Regions from separate parts of the Zea mays genome. Here region 2 is linked to region 1. A link is a contact called in public Hi-C data. All regions are on one chromosome and are shown on one strand. Each heading gives the region's core, a stretch centred on a gene start, on an enhancer-like site or on the middle of the called end of the contact. The rest is flanking DNA. Distances are from core to core; before and after follow the strand shown.

Region 1 (4,924 bases), core at 2,262-4,761:
CCAGTTCCTTTGGTGATGCCTGGCAAACCAATTCCTACTTAAAGAGGTCACATCACAACACTTTTCATTTACTTATGTTATGCTTGGTGCTGTTGTAAAGTTTTCTGTATCTAAAAAATCACACTTTTTAGAACACTATTTTATTTATTTCTGTCTTTTTCGTTCACGCTGCTGCTGATGGCAGGTATATGCTATAGAATGGTGCATAGAACTTCAATATGCAATGGAATCCTAACGCGTTACAGCATAGTACCCATCTTCTGTATGATGTCTGGCAGTATTCCTTGCTGAATTCTAAAACCAATCAATATTCAGATTGCAGTATTTGCTGGTGGTGTCGATACCTCAGCAACCGAAACAAAGGGAACAGTGTTGATCCATTCCGCTGAGCAGGTATGTTCTTACTCTTGAGAATTTTTTCGAGTTCCGTTGAAGTTGTTCCTACTTTTAATATGCTCGTGATAGGTTTAGGTGTTGCAAACTATTTAGTTGGTTTTGTTTGTTCTATGTTCTGTAGACGTGCACCCAACAGTACACTCCTTTCATAATATGTTGGTTCATTTCTTATGGATATGCTGAACTTAAAAATGGAGCACATAATATTCCTTTGCTTCTGTAGGGCATTGCAAGCTGTAATCTGCAAGTATCTGTTGGAATCTATAATACCTGTGCTTTTGCAGCTAGAAAATTATGCTAAGACTGAGGAAGCTAAGGTGGAGGAGCTTATAAAAGCTGTTGCTGACTCAGGTGCCAAGGTTATTGTCAGTGGAGCTGCAGTTGGTGACATGGCGCTACATTTTTGTGAACGTTACAAGTGAGTTTTTTTGCTTTTCGTATGTGTTCTGAACTGAATAGGTTATCTGAATTTTCTGTGCAGTATTGCTCATTGTTGAAAATTTCTTTTAGACTAGAGAGAGTTATTGTATGTGTTATATTTTCTCCAAAATTAAGGATTGTATGGTCATCGACCTTTTTGATAGCCATTACTTACTGATGTTATGTTTGCAGGCTGATGGTTCTGAAAATCAGCTCGAAGTTTGAACTGAGAAGATTCTGCCGTACTACTGGGGCTGTTGCAATTGTAAGTTGTGATTCATCAGATGTATTTGTTACCGTGTCATAGTAGCACACTATTCTGATTTTGGATTTTTTTCTCTCAAATATAGTTGAAACTTAGCCAACCCAATGCGGATGAACTAGGGTACGCAGACTCTGTTTCCGTGGAAGAAATTGGTGGTACTCGGGTATGTTTTCTACTCCCTTTGTGCTTTTACAGAAGATAACTTTTTATTCTTCCTTACCAACATTCATTTTGTTTTTTATTATATAGGTTATTGTCATCAAGAACGAAGAAGGTGGAAATTCAGTGGCTACTGTTGTCTTGAGAGGCAGTACTGACAGTATACTAGATGATCTTGAAAGAGCTGTTGATGATGGCGTCAATACGTACAAGGTATCTATAGTACATGTGACCTAACTCTTTTATTGTATTGTAACGTTCTGTGTCTGTTTTGCTAATCTATTCGAGTTCTCACTGTCCTTGTTTATTCTAGTCAATGTGCAGGGACAGTAGGATAATTCCTGGTGCTGCTGCAACAGAAATAGAGCTGGCAAAGAGATTGAAGGAGTTCTCTTTGAAGGAAACAGGGTAAGTTTGTTTCTACCATGATAGTTAATAACTTATCATGTACAAGGTATGAGTACATCTGCTTTCAATATGAGCAGGGTTAACCCTTTGAAAGAAAAAATAGTTTAGTGGCCGACACCATGAAGTGTTGGGTTCTATATTATGTTCCCCTCAATCATTCACTGGTTGCTCTTAACAATTGTGCAGGTTGGACCAGTATGCTGTTGCGAAATTTGCTGAAAGCTTTGAAATGGTTCCAAGAACCCTGGCAGAAAATGCCGGACTTAGCGCAATGGATGTAATATCCTCTCTTTATGCTGAGCATGCTAGTGGCAATGTGAAAGTTGGCATTGACCTGGAGGAAGGTGCCTGCAAGGACATCACGACCTTGAAAATATGGGACCTTTATGTCACAAAGTAAGTCAATACGATCAGCAGGTGGGAAATGAATCATATGTAAAGCTGGTTTAAGAACATTTTTCGATCTTTTGTGGTAATTGGACATGTCACCATTGGATGTGGAAAATGCTTGCACTAGTGTTGGTCTAAATACGCTAGTCTTGGGATTGGGGGGCATGGGTTTGCAGTTGCACATTTTTTGTGTGGCAGTTTAAGCTGCTTGTTATGACCTCTTGGCAGATTCCTCACTTCGCTGATTTTGCTGTACAGGTTCTTTGCCCTAAAATATTCTGCCGATGCCGCATGCACCGTGCTGCGGGTTGACCAGGTATGACTGCTAAGCCTTGCGCTCTAAGTTCTTTCCTATGCTCGTGTTTCAAACGTCATCTCGATGATATTTGAGTAATATGAACTGTCCAGATCATTATGGCGAAGCCGGCAGGAGGTCCAAGAAGAGATGCCCAGCCTGGTGGCGGGATGGACGAGGACTAGTTTGACTGTGATTGTTCTCTTTGTGTATCACGTACGCAATGTTTCAGAGCAGGGAACATCATGTCTTATTTAGGGTTTGGTTCTGTAGAAGGTTTTGGTGCCTGTAGTTCACGTTTGGAAGGGTTGCACGGCTGTGCTGGTATCGTATGGGGAATTTGCTTGTTCTTTCCTGGTGTATTATTGCAGTGCCGATGTATTATTCATTCGAGGGTTCTTTCCTTCAGTTCATCATACCGACTGAGCTCATATGAGTGTTACTTCAGTTTTTTTATTATAGAAGCAAAAATGTTCCAGCCTTTTATAGTCTTCTGCGTAAAAAATATTACGCGTATATTTGAAGCAGCAGTGCATCGATTCCGATTCGCAGTTCAACGCTATTAATTTCCTGTAGCTTTGCGCAGTGCGCCAGTCCGCTATAATTCTTGTGCTGTTATTGCTATCATATGCAGAGGTCATTAAATTCATCAACTCAGTATACACCTTCGTGCAAGCTGCAGTTTTCTTCAAATACCCATAATCGTTTCAATTACAGCCTACTACGACAATGAACCAGACTTAAAGTAAATCAGATAAGTTTCGCATGGCACAACAACGCAGAGGCAATGAAAGTGATCACAGTACTTCCCACCAAACAAAATAGGAACTGCTCAAATTATGTCTGTACAGGTCCTAAAACTGTCAGAATGTTCTACTGCTTGCTATTCACTGGTAGTATGATAGTCTACACTACACGTCTACACCTTGCTGGCATAGATTTACTCCTGGCAATCTGGCAGGCATTAACCGCCGCCTCTCTTCCATCCTTCGATCGTCCCTAACCTCTGTCCTCCCCCTCCTCAAGCCCCCCCTGCCCAAACCTCCGCCATTATTGCTCCCGCCAATCAATGCTTCAGCGACGATCTGCTTTGCTAAAGCTGCGGTTGTTTCACCTGCAAAAAGGGAGGGAGGGAGGTCGGATTCATTCAACTCGTGTAACAGTACTCCGATGCCCTACGCTCGTCGGCGTGGCGACCGATCCACGCACCCACCCGCTCGCACCCCTCCATTTAAGCCCGCGGGGCTCCGGGCGTTTCTTGGTCGCGCACACGGAAGAGCGCGAGAGGTTCCATTCCATGGCGGCGCCGCGCGGCCTTCTCGCATTGTTCGCGGTGGCTGCCGCCGCTACGGCGGCGGCGACGGGCGTGGACGCGCTCGGGGTGAACTGGGGCACCATGTCCGCGCGCCGGCTCCCGCCCAAGGTGATGGCGCGCCTGCTCACGGACAACGGGTTCACGAAGGTGAAGATCTTCGACGCCGACGAGCGGACCATGAAGGGCCTCGCCGGGACGAGCATCGAGACGATGATCGCCGTGCCCAACGACATGCTCGCGGCCGTCGCCGACTACGACCGGGCCCGGCGGTGGGTTAGGGACAATGTCACCAAGTACACCTTCGACGGCGGCGTCAACATCAAGTGCGTAGCCCTAGGCCCTAGCGCGCGCGTATATATATATGCAGTGCACCGCCATTGGCATGGACCCGTTCGTTTCTCCGCTGGCGCTGAGACGTTCTCGATCGTACGTGTACGTCCGTCCAGGTTCGTGGCCGTCGGCAACGAGCCGTTCCTCAGGGCGTACAACGGCTCGTTCGACCACGTGACGGTGCCGGCGCTCAGGAACATCCAGCGCGCGCTGGACGAGGCCGGGCACGGCGCGGCGGTCAAGGCAACGGTCCCCGTCAACGCGGACGTGTACGATTCGCCGGCGAGCAACCCGGTGCCGTCGGCAGGGAGGTTCCGCAGCGACGTGGCGCGGGTCATGGCGGACATGGTCCGCTTCCTCAACCGCAGCGGCGCGCCGCTCACCGTCAACATCTACCCGTTCCTCAGCCTGTACGGGAACGACGACTTCCCGCTGGACTACGCCTTCTTCGACGGCGGCGCCGGTGCGCCGGTGGTCGACGGCCGGGCCGTCTACACCAACGTGTTCGACGCCAACTTCGACACGCTGGTGTCGGCGCTCAAGAGGGTCGGGCTCGGCCACCTGCCGGTCATGATCGGCGAGGTCGGCTGGCCGACGGACGGCGACAGGCACGCCACGGCGGCCCTCGCGGAGCGCTTCTACGCGGGGCTCCTCCAGCGGCTCGCGGCCAGGAGAGGCACGCCGCTCCGGCCCGGCGCGCGCATCGAGGCCTACCTGTTCGGGCTCGTGGACGAGGACGCCAAGAGCGTGGCGCCGGGCAACTTCGAGCGCCACTGGGGCATCTTCACCTTCGACGGGCGGCCCAAGTTCCCGCTGGACCTGCGCGGCGACGGGCGGCCGGCGATGCCCGTCCCGGCCCGGGGCGTGGAGTACCTGCCCCGGCGGTGGTGCGTCCTGAACCCCATCAGCATCGCCGGGGACGGACGGCTCGCGGACAACGTCGCGT
Region 2 (5,261 bases), core at 1,036-3,535, 180 kb after region 1:
TGCCCTTGGCCCCGCCGGCGATGGCGGCTCGGCTGGCCCTGCTAAGCTGCCGCGGAGGAGGATAGTCGGACCAGAACACCGGCGCACGGCATATGACGATTTTCCCGGTGATGTTTTCCGACCCCAGATTCTTCTCGTCGCAGCTGACGATGCAGGATGATGGATTGGGTCCGTTGTTCTAATTAATTCAGATTTTTTTTTTGACGTTTAACTAATTACGAAAGCAAATTAAAGTGCATGCGGCGTTACCTAGGGAATAATATCAAATGGCGCCAAGCGAAGTCGTCGTCGTCGCTCGTCGATGCCGCCGCTGAGCGGTTGTGGTAATACAGTGATTGCCCCTGCAAAGAGACTCATGTTTTTGCCCCACGTCACATTTATATTCGGCACAAATTTGTCAGCAACAACACGAAATGATTCGTCAAACGGACCTACAGCCTGTGAGATGTTTTGTTTTGAAATTTTTGAATGGTGCAAAGATTTCATAGATTTATCCATATGTGTTAGGTACATTGGCATGAGACAGTTGCAACTGCTTATCGGTTTAATATATGGTATATGGACAATATGTTCGTTTTAATATTAAATTTATTTTTTATGAGTATTTTTTTAGTGGGTCTACCACACCGACCGCCTGTTGTAATGTTCTGTGCCGTCCCAACGGTAGCGGCAGCGTACTAGTGTTGTATGGAATAACGGTGAGTGACAATGATTCATTAGTAGGCGCGGCGTACGTACCACCAGCTTCTCTCCGTCGCCCAGCGTGACCACTGTCGGGAAGGTGCGGTCCATGGTGGCGGCGGCCACCGTGATGCCCCACGGCAGGGCATTGTTGAGGGACTGCTCCACGGGGCCATCGTTCCCTGCAGCGAGCACCACGGTGATCCCGGCCGCCACGGCGTGCAACGACTGGTAGATCTCGCCTAAGCCTCCCAGCGACAGGGACACTAGGTCGACGCCGTCCCCAATGGCGGCATCGAGGGCCGCGAGGATCGAGGCGTCGCCGCAGCTCGCGCTGCCGCCGACAGCGTGGCAGGCCTTGTATATTGCCAGCCGCGCGCGCGGCGCCCCGCCGCGCGCTATGCCGGCGGCCAGGCCGCCGCCGTGGTGGCTCGCGTTCCGCACGGGCGAGCCGGCGATCGTGGAGGCGGTGTGCGTGCCGTGGCCGTTGGCGTCCCGTGGCGACCTGTATTCGTTCTTGAGGTCCTCCTCGCTGACGTCGGCGGCGTACCACCGCGCGCCGATGACCTTCCGGTTGCAGTTGCTCGCGTTGAACGCCTGGCCTGTCTGGCACACGCCTTTCCACCGTTTCGGCACGGGGCCGTAGCCGTACCCGCTGTCGTCGAAGCTCCGGGATTCCGGCCAGATGCCTGCAGAAGCATACATGTCAGCAACGCAAACTGGATTTAAGTGATGTCGAAACCACCAGAACCACCTGAGTCTATGACGCCGACGATGACATCTTCGCCGTACTTGGCCTTCCTAAGGAGCCGCGACGACGACGACCACGACGACGACTGCTGTTGGCCGTAGCTCATGCCAAGAAAATCCCAGCTCCGAGTCGTGTGGACGTGGTGGTACGTGTTTGGCTTCACGCTCACAACTCCAGGGTATTCTAGTAGGTCATTATATATATGTTGCAAATAAGCTCGTTATTCTCAGTAATAAAACAACTTGATTCATGCTTAGCTCCGGCGAGGCTACGACGACGCACTTTTAAGCTCCTCCGCTTGGGGCTGGGTGAGCTTCGCCGCGAAACCGGAGAATCCGTGCTTGTAGCTGTAGACTATGGAGCTGAGTGCTTCATCCTTGCTGCCTCCGTCGACGACATGAATGGCACAAGATGAGCAGCAGAAAGCCAGCTTCAGCACGAGCTGCTAGGTCGTCTGGGTCATTAACTCATTACATATACTAGTAATAATGGTACGCACCTCCCAAGAACGGAGGCCAGCGTGGCGTGGTGCGACGCCACGACGAGGGAAGGGTCGTCGTGCTTCTTCTCGCCCATGTACACGACGTAGATCGTCGTCGTCGTCGTCTGAGTTCTTTCAAGGAACAGCTAGCATCAGTGGCAGGCAGGCAGGCAGACACATGAAGCTTCAGGGGAAGAGGCCGGAACAGGGAAGAAAAACAGCTTGTCAGCTTACTTGGCTTGATGACGACGCATCAGCGGGCAGCATCAGTAGCACGAGGAGCTGAAGCAGCACTAGTAGTGCAGAAGATGACACAGAGACAACGTGTGGTCTCCAGCCCATCTTTGGATTTATGTTCTCTCTCTGCTAGTGTTATGCACGAGTGATAGTGCACATGTCCTTCTGCTCCCATGCGTATATATAGCAACAAGCAGCAGTCTTGGACCATTGTTGTTGCAAGCAGCCTGTGTGTGATACTGTACTAGCTACACGAATAATGGACTTTTGTGTACTAAACATGGGCATCAAGTATGCCAGTCGATGCGGGCCGGGTTTGCTGGGGGGTAGCCCTCCTCTGCAAAAGACACATATCTATGCATCGACTAAGCAGTTATTACAGCAAGAAACGAAAAGAAACTTAGTATGAGTAGAAATTCACAGGGGCATGTACGTACAACCTAGAGATCTTGGATCGGCTTTTAAAGCACAAGAGACAGCTAATAAATGGTATGATACAACCCTAAGCTTTCAACGGGTTCTTGTCTCTTGTATTTTTTATATAACCCCTAGAAACTATTCAAGAGACAGTTTATTAAATAGGATTATACATACCACAATTAGTATTCTTTCGTACTAAAAAACTTTTTCAAATGGGTAATGGCTATCACATGCACAGTCTATTCACAGCAAGCGCTGAAGAAATCTTTGAGCTACTCATAAGCTCTCCGCACTGGGAGGGCAGCATCCAAAATGCTTGCAGATTGGTGTGCGCGCGGGGCCCGGGGAATCATTTGGTCGTTCAATAATGGACGATGTATCGGAGTGTTCCGATGAATCTCAACGCGTGGGGATAGCAGTGGGTTAGACAACATAAAAGGAGGCATTTCTATCTGTCCTAAAAAAAATTAATCAACTTTGGAATTATCGTAATTCAAACAGTCTTGAGTTAGATATTAGGCTCGACCGCTCGAGAGGATTTTGGCTGCCAGGAATTTTTTTAAAAAAAAACACACAATGCTTAAAGTACCCTGTGCAGCTATTATTCTGGCTTGTATATTTACGCTCTGGCTTAGGTTAATTATTATGCTATGTAAAGCCTAGCTAGTGCTGGCTGGGACTATAATGCGCATGCGTATAAGCATGATCAGATATATCTCATGCATGGATAGCATACTACCACAGACCACAATAAAAAGCATCAAACCACATGCGCATGAAATCGAAATATATGCCAAAGTCGCAAGCAGTACACACCTTTGCAATGCCAAAGCAGGCCACACAGCCAAAACAACCCATCTGCTTTTCCCCGCGCGCGAGCATGATTTGACGAATTACCTACCGTGTAGTGTAGTGTGCACATCCATCCTGTAGTAGCGGATATGCTCCGATCTGAAACAAAAGACGGTCCAGATTTTTTTTCCCCATCCACCGTAAAACCTATAGTAGAATTGATGAAAAAAATATTTTGTTACTTGACACAGTCTTTTATTACTAAATTTAATATATACATGGCTGATATTTTATTAGTAAAATAAAATTAATTTAGACATATATTCAATATACTCCTTTACGTACGTCAGACAGTATTTGTTGAGAGCATGCGGCCGACGGAGTTCAAAAAGTATGCAGCCCCACACGAGCACATACCGCATATATTAGCAAAAGGCCCCGCTACAAGAATTTTGGTGTAAAAATGACCAAAACAATAGGGACAGCAAGCATATATACCTCATGAATCATTATCAAGTTGCCGCTAGCAGTACCGCGTCACTAGCTACCAATAAGTATATACATATAGACCAGAGCCGACGACAGCCTTAGACGGCTTTACCGCCAACTAAATAGGCCAATCATTGTTATCTGGATTCTAACTCGGCTTGATTATGATCCGGCAGTAAAGCTGGATCACTGTCCATTCTAGCACACGCAGCAGCAGGTATTGTTGGTTATGCAGTAGTGATATATCGATATAAGACACAAGCTTCTTTTTTAAAAAAAAATCCTAACTTTTAAATATTCCACTTATAATACCTTGTTCATCAGTGTTTTGTGGGCTAAGTTAACACCGTTAAGCTCTGATAACGAACTGGGGACAGATTGACTGTTCGTTTCAAAAAAGAAAGGACATACACGCAGACTTTAAAAACATAGAGATAAAAATGAAATTAAAGAACATCTTCGAGTAGGGACAACCATGCAACAATCAATCCCTTACTTTTTCGCTAGCTTTCTTGTACAGGAAGCACTTGATGAGCTAGAGCTGTAATCATAATAAGATACTTGACTACATGACTACATGTCTCGTACGGGTACGGCACTATATATAAAAACAAACGTATACATCATCACGTGCAGGACTAGTGCTTGGTCCGTACATGTGAGACACGGTCAGCACTAGCAGACGTCATCGAGGCGGTCACAGTCAACATGTAACCGAGCTGACGTACGTAATGAGTCAATGCGCACTTGCACAGCACGAGACATACATTTCCTGCTACAGCTAGTAATAGCAATGCATAAACTAAGGGTCAACTCTCCTCCACCTCTCCAATGCTCACCGCTCACGAGTGCTATCCATGATGGAAAGCGCCCATGATAGGCCGTCTCACATGCTTCTCCACCCAACAAAAAGAAGATTCGCCCGGACCTGAGGCTGTCTCTAAAGTAGTTGTATGTTTTTTTTTAATTTCAAAAAGTGATAAATAAATAAATGTTAAATAGCCTAGTACTAGGGTTTAGGGTTTTATGTTTTTTTTGATTTATTTTATCACTTAAGATAGTTTGTGTTTGACTTAAAATTTTATATTTTTGAATAAAATGATTGGTCAAAATTTTCAAAAAAATCAACGGTGTCATATATTTGTAAACGGAGGTAGTATAGTATATAGGTGGAGCCATATATGGGGAATGGATGGAGACGTGTATGTAGGGGGGGAATCTTTTAAAGAAAGATAGTAAAATATATTAGAAAGTACAGATAAAGGATAGAATTAAAGAAAAATGGTTGGAGATAGGCTAAGGTGAGCTGCCTCTGCTGTGTGACATAATAAATAAGTAAATAAAGATACAAAATCCTTTCTCTTGTTCAACGTCGGCCAGCACGATCGTAGGTTTGAACATGGCAAGTTA

The links. A called contact is a pair of places that touch in the nucleus more often than the background predicts.
Region 2: a contact with region 1 is called in a Hi-C map of leaf, with 4 times the contacts expected there. The contact joins the promoter of LOC100278220 here to the promoter of LOC100272735 in region 1. A contact is called at or near these places in 9 of 25 Hi-C or Micro-C datasets (bundle sheath, ear, endosperm and 3 more).

What each region holds. Positions count from the first base shown.
Region 1 is chr2:232,915,966-232,920,889 of Zm-B73-REFERENCE-NAM-5.0, forward strand. LOC100272735 reads left to right here and starts at 3,512. Exons shown (of 1, transcript NM_001367771.1): 1 at 3,512-4,924. The coding sequence starts at 3,631. LOC100382493 (putative TCP-1/cpn60 chaperonin family protein) reads left to right here. Exons shown (of 13, transcript NM_001175230.1): 5 at 316-393; 6 at 681-814; 7 at 1,009-1,081; 8 at 1,167-1,244; 9 at 1,331-1,453; 10 at 1,554-1,648; 11 at 1,835-2,044; 12 at 2,297-2,354; 13 at 2,447-2,720. The coding sequence ends at 2,518. LOC109944099 (a long non-coding RNA gene) reads right to left here and starts at 4,788. Exons shown (of 2, transcript XR_002267458.2): 1 at 4,693-4,788; 2 at 3,016-3,447.
Region 2 is chr2:233,097,468-233,102,728 of Zm-B73-REFERENCE-NAM-5.0, forward strand. LOC100278220 reads right to left here and starts at 2,286. Exons shown (of 10, transcript NM_001361311.1): 1 at 2,148-2,286; 2 at 1,932-2,038; 3 at 1,715-1,812; 4 at 1,436-1,615; 5 at 739-1,370; 6 at 250-341; 7 at 1-143. The coding sequence starts at 2,255.